2 separate regions of the Triticum aestivum genome follow, and region 2 is linked to region 1. Evidence: chromatin contacts called from public HiCAR-type data. All regions are on one chromosome and are shown on one strand. The core of a region is the stretch at or near the end of the contact, and the rest is flanking DNA. Distances in the headings are between cores, read along the strand shown. Region 1 holds the start of LOC123069721 (protein REDUCED WALL ACETYLATION 3). Region 2 holds the start of LOC123069734 (solanesyl-diphosphate synthase 2, chloroplastic).

Region 1 (6,063 bases), core at 1,056-3,555:
GCCAGGGCCATTGCACATTTCGTTACAGAAGGTTTGTACAGCAAAACCCTGCCACACCCTACCGCCAGGGACTCTGGCGGTAAGGTTAGATAGCCTACCGTCAGGCCCCCTGGCGGTAGGTACTTATCCATGTCAGCGCAGTCAAATGGCCATCGTCCCCCTCCATCACACCCTATCGCCAGGGGTTCTGGGGTAGGCTGTCTAACCCTACCGCCAGATCCCCTGGCGGTAGCAAAAGGGTCAAATCCTGATTTTTTTTTGAAACCGGGGTCAGATCCTGAAATTCTTTGGAAAAGGGTCAAAACACGAAATTTGGCCTATAACCTTTATCTATTAGCAAATTAGAAGAGAGAGTGAATAAAAAGAAATCTATGTTAACATAAAAAATATCTTTTTAAATACAGTACAGACGCAAGCGCTCATACATACGCGCATACACTTATTTCCATAAACGCACACACACACACACACACACACACACTACCCCACTGAAGTCATCGTATGCGCCTCAACGTTGATGGAAACGTCTCTCCCATTAAAAACGCATCACCTGAAATCCTGAAGTAAATATAGGAATAATGCGAGCACCAGGACTTGAATCCCTGCTGGGCTGGGAATACCACTATCTTTCTAACCATCCAACTACAGATTAGTTCACAACATAAAACTTAACTGAAGATATATCACATTCGTAGTTTCACTTCAGAGCTTGTCTGCCCAAGACGTGGAGAGTTTCTCTCTTTTGGAACCGAGAAGTGCAGCTGAAAAATAAAATATCATTAATCATTCATAGTTGAGCACGATGTCACCTTCTTTGAACGAACAGACATTCGTAGTTCCACTGAAAATCCATTTTATGGTGTAAAAGAAATATCAGGACCAGACTTGCACGATAGTGTTCGTAGGTGACGTGTATGTTGTATTAAATCCAAAAAACTAGACTAAAATTAGAAGTCACAACATATGCGGTTATAGAGTTGTATAACACCTACATGATTTTCTCCCAAAACTTCCTCCCCCTAGGAGATGGGTGCGAGCAGTAGAGTCATGGAGCACAACCCCATGGATACTACTCAGATCTAAGCAATCACAACACACATTAAAAATCCAACAGAACGAGAATCACGAGAACACATTAGTTGAGCACGATGCCACCTCCTTCACCGCACGGATGTCGGCATGGCGGGCTTGTGCATGAAAACCTCGCTGGACTGTTTTCCTAATGGGATGTGGCTGCTACAATTTTTTCTCCATGAGTTGCCAGACTCCATGCATCCCCAGTGTTGTTGGTAGCATGCCACATGCCCATGCCTCCTCCCAATTGAGTGTAGCAGCCTACGGGGCATGGGAGATCTTGGAAAAGGGGAGGAAGAGGAACCACCCATGGATTTTGGATGAAGCATAACTTTGCTATGGATTCAGAGTGGACCAATCAAGGATTGAGAATCAAGTAGATCCTGCGAGGGGTCAGATGAAGCCATGGTGGTGACTGGCGAGTGGTGAAGAGCGAGAGTGGAATGAACGGGGAAGAGGAGAGAACCAAGAACATAGTTTCCCCTTTTTGGGATGCCGCCTATGATTTCAGCGGTGGGATCCCAACTGGGCGTGAGATGAGATACACTAGCCGTTAAAGGCATGACACATGAGTCAAGAGGAAATAAGTAAGCGCCTTCGTTCATTGACTAGGACACCCCCGCAAACCTCTCGAAGTAGCCTCAAGCAACGAATTGCCCACTTACAAATGAGCCAATGAGCACTTCCCAAAACCCTCGATGCGTCCAGGGCAAGTACTCCTAGGGAGCTTAGAGTTCTAGGTGATACATGAAAAACCGTCAAACTCTTCTCACAAAGGATTTAGATGCCGTGAAGCTGAAAACGGGCTCTACAAAGGCGTCGTTCTGCACTATAGGGTAGCACCCTGCCAGAGCATAACCGAGAAGCCATGCCCTGTAACATAATCAAAGATTCTTTCGAGCCAGCTAGCTCCTCACTTATCCACAGACGACACGTCGCCAGGGTGATCCGAGGACGAGTCTGTGTGGTCCCGATGACCATGTCCATGTTCACGCTCCTACTCCCGAGTCTTTGTGGTGACTTTGTAAAATCTCAAGATACTATGTCTGCTCAATCTGTGTCAAAGATGCTAGCAAGGGTGGGGTGCAGGACGAGTGTACTGTGTTTTGTTTTTTTTAAAAAGGAGCACGAGGACGGGGTCCAAAAATCTAAACTAAACTGAGTATAAAAGCAAAGGAAAAGGGGTGGCACCAAACTTTGCAACCACCCACCATCCCGTCGACCAACCCTCCTCCCTTTTCCCCATCATTTCCTTCCCCGGCCGTCGGTCCGTCCGTCCGGCCCGACCGCGACCAGCCACCGCCCCGTCGTTCGCTGGGTTGCTTCAGATCTCCTCCTCCCCCTACCTCCCCACCCTCCGCCTCCAATCCCACTCCCGCCATTGCGCAAGATATATATAAATCCCATCCCCATCAGCCCAGTCTCCTCCCCACCCGCCCGCGACCTCGCCGTCCGTCTCTCTCCCCCGTCCAACTTCCCTGCTCGCGGGGCATGGCCTGCTGACGACTCATCTGGTGCACAATTCTCTCCCGGATCTGACCCGCCTGCCCGTGCTGCCGCTGGGATCGGGATCGGGATCTCGCGCGGGATGGAGGTCTTCGGCCCCGTCACGCCCGGCCAGGTGACTGTGATTCCCCCGCTCCGCCAATCCCTCGTCTCATTTCGTGGCTGCTCAAGCAATTCCCGCCCCGCCGGCCGAGATAAGCGTCTTGCCGGAGTCAATTTTAGCTCCCCCGCTCCGCTCTTGAAATCGTCTAGTGCAGTACTTGTGTGTAAGCCTACTGAATTTGCTGTCTAAGCAAGCAAGCACTAGGAGCCTCCTGGATCCCTGCCCACCAAAATTGCAGAGGATTACGTAGCGGGGTTAGCTCATGCGTCGCAGCTGTTCTCGACACGCGTGACGTGTACCTGAGCAGCCTGGTTCCGAGTTTAATGCCATGGTTTAAGGTTGCTCCAGGGCTTGAGCAAGAATTAAATTCAGTTCAGCACGTACCCACAAAGGTGTAGTCTTGTGTGCCTGTCACGTGAGTCGGTCCTTACCTCACGACTTTGGTGGCCCGGCTCTGATTTAGTTTCACAACATGTCAACATGACGCATGACATCCAGGCACAAATGTCTTTTTGTGTCACGCAGTTATGATCCAAGAAAGCAGAACACACTTATGCAAAAATGAAAAATTAGAGTTCAGCACTTGAGCTGTGATATTCCACATCTTATTTGGTCAAAAACATCAAAGCAAACAGTCCACCATGCCAAATTCATTGTGCTGGAATATATATCAGTAGATCTACCTTTCCCTGAAGACAGTATAGAGCAAAGTTTACTGGGAGTTGGCTGCTTAACTCCTCAAATCCAAACTTAGGCTGAGCTCTTTTTGTTTCCTAGTCTTATGCTTTTGTTTGCGTTGGCAAATTGCGGCTAGGTTCAATTTTCAATGCTGCCATGGGCTTATGTAACACGCACGGTGTTGTCCTTCCTTGCAGGTGTCATTTTTACTCGGTCTTTTCCCAGTCCTCATTGCATGGGTCTACTCCGAGATCCTGGAGTACAAGAAGTCTTCGTTACATGGGAAAGTGTAAGATTTCTCAGCAGAATATCTGCTTTTGGTTAACTTTACAACTTAGATTCGAGCAGCTGTCATTAAATATACATACCCACTGCCAGCCGCATACTGCTTCTTCAAATAATTCAACAGTTACTTTGTTAATCAGAAGCTGAACAACTACCGTCCTAACTTTGCCCGAATCATCCATTATTTTGTCATCTGCAGTCACTCAGATGCTACTTTGGAAAATGAAACCTCCAAGGAAGATGAGAAGGCTATATTAATTGAAGGAGGCCAGTTGAAATCACCATCGGCGAAATTCCGGAACATGTCTACCAAAGCCAATTTAATACGGTATCATATGAATAAACAATAAGATACATATTTTAGGATTATACGGTCTCACATGAAAATGACGAGTGCTTATGTCATGACGTCGTTGCGGCTTGCAGGTTTATAACAATGGATGAGCCTTTTCTGCTAGAAAACCGTGCTGTACTGAGAGCCATGTAAGATCCTGCAGAATTAATTGCGTCCAGTCTAGATTTTCCAGCTAAGAGATCTGCTATTGAAACTTATGTGTCCACTAACCATCTTGCAGGGCTGAATTTGGCATTGTGCTGGTTTACTTTTACATTTGTGACCGGACAAACATATTTCCAGAAAGCAAGAAGGTACTATGTTACTCTTATTTCTTACTGTATGCATTTTGAATGATGTATCATACAGTAGAGTAGATATAAACTGTAGCATGTGTCGGTTATTTAAATAAAATAGTGTATGCACATTATCCGTATCTCCGAGGAGTGTCATTGTTACTTCTGGTTACATGATCCGCCATGACTTGTTTCCTCATTCATCTTTCAGCAATTAATACCTGCAAGCTGTAATGGTTTGTCTGGCCTAGCTTTAGTTTAGATATGCCTAAATTAAGCTAGAGACTGAGAGCTAGAGCAAAGCAGGTGACATATTTTTTGGCATATCTAACAATTTTAAGCTTTCCATCATCTGGGAACCTGTAGCAAATAGATGGTGGCTTATGCTTGCAACATTTTGTAAGCTGAGTCAGCCAAACTAACTCTTGTGCTCATGTAATAAGCAACTATGTAGGGATAAACCTGAATTATACAAAACAAAACCATATATGCTTGTCATGTGTACGCCTGTACGCTTCTTTTTTGCTCGTATCATAATCTTTGTTCCTTTTTTTGACAGAACTACAACAGAGACCTGTTTCTGTTCCTGTACATTCTTCTTATCATAGCATCAGCACTTACTTCACTTAAGAAGCACCAGGAGAAATCAGCGTTTTCTGGAAAGTCCATACTCTATCTTAACCGCCACCAAACTGAGGAATGGAAAGGGTGGATGCAGGTTAGTGATTTTACTTCATTGCTTTAGTTCTTCTGGTAAATGCGATTTTAGTCATATCTGTGGTTGGAGATATTGAGAGATTCTGCGTGTGATGGCATTTTCGATGCACTTTTTCGCCATTCATCCTTTCAGTTTGCAACACGAAACACAAAGCATGTCTTTGATGCTCATTTAGTGAAATTTCCACCATGTGCTGTGCACATAGTGCACTCATTAGTGCCTTCACTGTTTCTAGTCTACTTCTCTTATATTGCAAGACCAAGTTTTACTATGCATTAAAGTCAAGAGAGTATTTGCATTATTGTCCCAGTCTGCTACTCCATATTCAAACTAGTTCCGGGATAGTCTTCTTCTCATTTATGTTACAGCAATTTATACCACGGAGACATATACTAATATTTCAGTACCGTTTCTGTTGTTGACTTGTTGTCCTTTGTAAGTTTTTTGTAGCTGTATTCTGGCTGTAAGTATGTTACAAACTTATAATTATTCAATCTTCCTCTCCAGGTCTTATTTCTGATGTACCACTATTTTGGCGCGTCAGAAATATACAATGCAATTCGTGTTTTCATTGCTTGCTATGTTTGGATGACTGGATTTGGGAATTTCTCGTACTATTATATCAAGAAAGATTTTAGCATTGCAAGATTTGCACAGGTGCTGAGTCTACCTCAACCTTTATCGCTTCTGCGTATGATAAATTTAATTCTCTTGATTTTTGGACCATCTGTCAGAGACTTAATGGGTAATAAATACACTTTTAACGCAGATGATGTGGAGGCTAAATTTCTTTGTGGCTTTCTGTTGCATTGTCCTTGACAATGATTTTATGTTGTACTATATCTGCCCAATGCACACCCTATTTACACTTATGGTGTACGCATCACTTGGCCTGTTTAACAAGTATAATGAGATACCATCAGTTATGGCTATTAAGATTGCTGGCTGCTTCTTGGCTGTCATTTTGATATGGGAAGTTCCTGGGGTATTCGAAATTTTGTGGGCCCCCTTTACGTTCCTGCTTGGTAAGTTGTCCATATATTTTTCTGTGGATATTCTTCTCAGTCAT
Region 2 (6,063 bases), core at 2,427-4,926, 150 kb before region 1:
CCCGGCATGGACGCAGCTCCTCTGACGTACGGTGCACTCGCTGATGTGTGGACCCGGATCCATGCGTTAGTGGCCCAATGTCAGGTGGCCGTACGTCAGGGGATCCGGCTCCCCCCGGCATCTACTGCTACTACTTCACTTCTGAACCATACGAGTGTAAAGAGATAGTACTAATAAAAAGTTGTCTTTCAGGCAAACATCTCAACGGTCCAGAATGGCGCACGCTAGGTTTTACAGGGCATGTTAACTCATGTTCATACTTCCGACTGTAAATAAACGGAATTACATGTTTTTCTTTTTCATCCCAAGGAAAAAAATAACTACTGCTATCTTATGTTATACTACTAATTAAAAGAACAGCTCCATCTTTCGCATATACAGTGAATATATTTACCTTGCACTTACACGATATGCAAAAATAGACGACGTTTTTCTGACGTTGTCGCACCGACCATCTCCAAGAAATCGACATGATACTGGCAAGCAGGATTTCAGTACAAGCTAATCTGGGCCCGCCTGCAGGTTGTATCTCATCTTCAGACAGACCAGGTGAATGATCCGTCCATCCATCTAGTCGATCCTCTCAAGGTTGTACTTCACCATGTTCTCAAGTGCAGTCCTGAAATGGCTCCTGGGGAGGCACTGCAGGTTCTGGAGCGCCAGGTCGCCCTTCTCCTTGGCCAGCTCCTGCGCCCGCCGGATACCGCCGCTCCTGTGCACCAGCTCCATGGCCGCCGACAGCGAGCCCGTGTCGCAGAACTCCGAGTCGATGATCTCCCTCAGCTCTGGCGACTCCTGCAGCGCGAAGATGACCGGGGCCGTCAGGTTCCCCTTGGCCAGGTCGCTCCCCGCCGGCTTGCCCAGCTGCTCCGCCGACTGCGTGAAGTCGAGGATGTCGTCCACCACCTGGAACGACAGCCCCAGGTTCCTGCCGTACTCGTACATCTGCTCGCATACGGCGGTGCTCACCCCGCTGAATATGGCCGCAGACCTCGTGCTTGAAGCGAGCAGGGAGGCAGTCTTGTAGTAGCTCTTGAGCAGGTAGTCGTCCAGGGTGACGTCGCAGTCGAAAAGGGTCGACTGCTGTTTAATCTCACCACTAGCAAAGTCCTTGATCACCTGTGAGCACACCAATGGTTACATAGAAGTCTTATATACGGTTTTACAAGAAGAGGATGAGGTTTACTGAATCCTTCAGTACCTGGCTGATGAGCTTTATAACCTCAATGTTTTCCAAGTTTGCCAGAAACCAAGAAGATTGTGCAAACATAAAATCACCAGCAAGCACCGCTATCCGTGTTCCATATAGCTGATGAATGGTTTCTTTCCCTGCAAATAATCAAATTAGTTTAGAACAAAATTTTCAATTTATCGATCCCCTCATTAAACTGTGTCCAGTATGATGAATAAAGAACGGTTTTCGTTATACCTCTGCGCATCCCACTATCATCTATGACATCATCATGTATTAAACTCGCAGTGTGAATCATTTCTATGATCTCAGCCAAACGTTTATGTTCTGTAGTTAGCTCCCTGCAATGCAAAATGGTAAAAGGTCTGAGACTCTGAGTGCATGAAAACAAAAAATATTGGAAATTCCAAGGCTGCAACAAGAAGAGGAACTTACGACAAGCCAGCTACTTCTGCTGTTGCTCTGGACACCAGGAAAACCAATGCTGGTCTTAATCTCTTTCCACCAGCACCAAAAATTTGTTCTGCGGCAGATACTAAAACTGGGTTTTCTGCACCAATAAGCTATTGAGGTCGTGTCAGCTACTTAAGTAGTTACTGTGGAAAACACGAACTCAACAGGAACTAGTCTAGAAAAATCTTATGTTGAAAACTAGTTAGATATGTGTGTTATATCTATTTGATATGTGCTCTGAAGTTTCTTGTCTTGATTACGCAAACAGAGATTGCCTATTCAGAAAAGGCCAGCTACTCACAGCTCCAAGCCATCAAATATGGGCCATTACATGATTAGAATCTGGACAAGTTGAAAGGCGTGCACAAGTAGGAAGCTGTCTCTGTCTTTAGTCATGTCTGTAGACTGTAGTCATGTGGATTATGTGCAATCCCCTTCTAAAGAACAGTTAAACCGATGCACACTTGTGCACAGCAAACTATGACATCTTATTTTTCTTTCTTTTGGGCCCAACGGTATATGTCCCATTAAATTTTATGAACTTGGAATAATTCATGAAAGCATAGTAGCTACTGCATGATTTTCAATCCACTGATGTACTATCCGTCATTATCCATGGTCTATTGTAGGGAAGTAAGTATGTAGCAATTAAGACTGTCGTGCCATTAGTTTACTAATCAAAATTAACACTATCCAAAGCTGGGTTGAAACACAGCTCCTTCCCAATCCGAGATTGAAGTAGGAAAACAAACAGCACACACTTCAAAGTTGAAACCATACACCTAGAAACCCAGCAGAATCTCCTTCAAACCGTGGCCTTTCCACCTTTTGGTTTGCTGGTATACATTATTTGGACTGAACTTGCAGGTGTTCTGAATTCACATTGTTTTCCACACGGTATAAGGAACTGTAATCGATTTCAGGACCAAGGAAATCCTGGCTAGTAAAATAGCGTGCGAATAAGACGGGCCGAACGTATTTCAGAGGAACCTCCTAAGCAGTTTCATAACATGAGCAATGAGAGCTTCTATCAAACAGAGTCTGAAGAAGGAAACTAGTCATTCATACGTCTACAGCCTACACAACACAGGGGTGCATCTTCTTCTCCAAAGCAATTTTAATTTTGAGTGAGCTTAGCAAAGACCAAAGAGAATGTGACCTGGAGAAGGCGCTCACCGATTTGAGGTTGTTGTTGAGCTTGAGCAGGTCATCCGAGACGACATCCAAGAGCGAAGCGATGGACACGCGCTCGGGGAGCCTCGCCGTCCCGGCCGCCGCGCTGGCAATGGTCTCTGCCGCCGGCACGTCGATCGCCGCAAGACCTACATAGAAGAATTTTAATAGGTCAGCTTCACTCCAAGCAACGGTGGTACTACAGGCAGGACGTGTGCTGCTTAGTGTGTTGTACCGAACGTCTCTGAACCAACCAGCAGAGATAAGGTAAGGCATGGTAGTAAGAGAGACACACAAACCTGTCTGGCTGGGTGCGGCCACGAAACAAACACATGGCGCGCGCCGCCTGGGCGCCGGGCGCGCGGCCCAGCGGCGGCAGCGGCAGGCGGCCAGCAGGCCCAAATCCACGACGTTCCGGCTCATGTGCACCCTCGGCGAGCTCACAGACAGCATCTCGGCAAGCAAGCTCGCTCGCTCGCCCGCCAATCCAAGAACCTAGACACCAACGACGACGCAGGCTAGCTCGCGCGCGCGCTCGGAGGCCCCAAGAAGCACGGACGGCAGAAAAATCCTTGGTTGCACAGCGGCCGCGGCAGGACGAGTGATGCTGGCTGGCTGGCGATTGGTTGCGTGCGGGAAAGAGAGAATCTTGCCCAATTTGGTGACGAAGCCTCTTTTGCGCTTGCGTGGAGAAGAAAGGGGGAGGAGTTGGATGGCTGCTGCTGCTCCGCTCCGGTGGGGGAGTGGTGGTGGGAGGGAGGTTTTAAAATATGGAGGAAGGCTTGCGGAGGAGGAGAAAGGGGGATTTGTGGATCCACGAGGGCCATAGAACCCAAGCCCTGATCACCAGCGAGCCAAGCAGCCGCTGCCTGACCGTGTGTGCGTCTGAGAGAGAGGGCTCTATCACCTCCGAGTTCTGACTTTGACTTGCTACACCGCCTTTTGCTCTTTGGTCCTTCAAAAGAGGATAGAATGAAGTTGATCAAACTATCAGAGAGTGGTGCCAGCAGAACATCTTCATTTCTCATCCATTAGCCGCTAGTAATCCGCATGACTCCAGGGCGCCATCCATGCGAAGTATTGAACGCCTCACTTGCCACCGTTCTACAAGTCCCTTTGATCTTCCTGTTTTTCTGCAATATTGACCAAGAACTTGTAAGAGAAAAATTTATGAAGAATCACAAAAGGACCAAGCATGCATCCTCTTGCGGGCAAAGCAATACAACACTTCTACAGGTCTTGATACCATAGCAGTGCAGAAATGCCCACATAGAGCTTCATCTTTTTTTCCTTCCCAAATTGAGGAAGCCAAATGGAAAAAACATTTTTAACATGAACAACAATAGAAGGTACACTCAAAGTCCACTATAAGAGACTCGATATAAATTTGGCCACAGAGTAGTGACAAAATAAATGATCAACCCTCACCCTCTTTTTGGGTAGATTAACTCAACATATTTTGTGCTCCCAATCCACCCTCTTTTTGGCCGGTTAGTGCACATTTAACCAAAGAAAGATCTTGATCTTCCATAAAAATTGAATGGAAAGTACTGTTGGGGAACGTAGTAATTTTAAAAAAATTCCTACGCACACGCAAGATCATGGTGATGCATAGCAATGAGAGGGGAGAGTGTTGTCTACGTACCCTCGTAGACCGAAGCGGAAGCGTTGACGCAACGTAGAGGAAGTAGTCGTACGTCTTCCCGGTCCAACCGATCCAAGCACCGTTACTCCGGCACCTCCGAGTTCTTGACACACGTACAGCTCGATGACACACCCCGGGCTCCGATCCAGCAAAGCTTCGGGGAGGAGTTTCGTCAGCACGACGGCGTGGTGACGATCTTGATGTTTAACTATCGCAGGGCTTCGCCTAAGCACCGCTACAATATGATCGAGGTGTAATATCGTGGAGGGGGGCACCACACACGGCTAAGGAACGATCACGAAGATCAACTTGTGTGTCCTAGGGTGCCCCCCTGCCCCCGTATATAAAGGAGCCAAGGGGGGGTGCGGCCGGCCCTAGTAGGAGGCGCGCAGGAGGAGTCCTACTCCTACCGGGAGTAGCACTCCCCTCCCTTTCCTTGTCCAAGTAGGAGAGGGGGAAGGAAGGGAGAGAGGAGAGGAAGGAAAGGGGGGGCGCCGCCCCTCCCTCCTTGTCCAATTCGGACTAGGGGGAGAGGAGGCGCGCGGCCTGCCCTGGCTGCCTTTCCTCTTCTCCACTTTAGGCCCATGAGGCCCATTAACCCCCCGGGGGGTTCCGGTAACCCCCGGTTCTCCGGTTTTATCCGAAACTTCCCCGGAACACTTCCGGTGTCCGAATATAGCTGTCCAATATATCAATCTTTATGTCTCGACCATTTCGAGACTCCTCGTTATGTCCGTGATCATATCCGGGACTCCGAACAACCTTCGGTACATCAAAATACATAAACTCATAATGAAACTATCATCGTAACTTTAAGCGTGCGGACCCTACGGTTCGAGAACAATGTAGACATGACCGAGACACGTCTCCAGTCAATAACCAATAGCGGGACCTGGATGCCCATACTAGCTCCTACATATTCTACGAAGATCTTTATCGGTCAGACCGCATAACTACATACGTTGTTCCCTTTGTCATCGGTATGTTACTTGCCCGAGATTCGATCGTCGGTATTCAATACCTAGTTCAATCTCGTTACTGGCAAGTCTCTTTACTCGTTCCGTAATACATCATCTCACAACTAACATATTAGTTGCAATGCTTGCAAGGCTTATGTGATGTGTATTACCGAGAGGGCCCAGAGATACCTCTCCGTCAGAAGGATTGACAAATCCTAATCTCGAAATATGCCAACCCAACATGTACCTTTGGAGACACCTGTAGAGCTCCTTTATAATCACCCAGTTACGTTGTGACGTTTGGTAGCACACAAAGTGTTCCTCCAGTAAACGGGAGTTGCATAATCTCATAGTCATAGGAACATGTATAAATCATGAAGAAAGCAATAGCAACATACTAAACGATCGGGTGCTAAGCTAATGGAATGGGTCATGTCAATCAGATCATTCAACTAATGATGTGATCCCGTTAATCAAATAACAATTCTTTGTTCATGGTTAGGAAACATAACCATCTTTGATTAACGAGCTAGTCAAGTAGAGGCATACTAGTGACACTCTGTTTGTCTATGTATTCACACATGTATTATGTTTCCGGTTAATACAATTCTAGCATGAATAATAGACATTTATCATGATAT

Evidence for each region. HiCAR-type assays count read pairs that join an accessible place to other places.
Region 2: a contact with region 1 is called in a HiCAR-type map of leaf, with 4 times the contacts expected there. The contact joins the promoter of LOC123069734 here to the promoter of LOC123069721 in region 1. A contact is called at or near these places in 2 of 5 Hi-C or Micro-C datasets (leaf and an unstated tissue) and 1 of 1 datasets of contacts at active chromatin or transcription factors (leaf).

What each region holds. Positions count from the first base shown.
Region 1 is chr1A:581,062,974-581,069,036 of IWGSC CS RefSeq v2.1, reverse strand. It overlaps LOC123069721 (protein REDUCED WALL ACETYLATION 3), which reads left to right and starts at 2,305. Exons shown (of 16, transcript XM_044492661.1): 1 at 2,305-2,695; 2 at 3,559-3,650; 3 at 3,846-3,974; 4 at 4,073-4,129; 5 at 4,222-4,294; 6 at 4,836-4,994; 7 at 5,502-5,651; 8 at 5,764-6,019. The coding sequence starts at 2,663.
Region 2 is chr1A:581,210,398-581,216,460 of IWGSC CS RefSeq v2.1, reverse strand. It overlaps LOC123069734 (solanesyl-diphosphate synthase 2, chloroplastic), which reads right to left and starts at 3,676. Exons shown (of 6, transcript XM_044492673.1): 1 at 3,118-3,676; 2 at 2,822-2,967; 3 at 1,628-1,755; 4 at 1,430-1,533; 5 at 1,202-1,329; 6 at 172-1,119. The coding sequence starts at 3,271. The coding sequence ends at 571.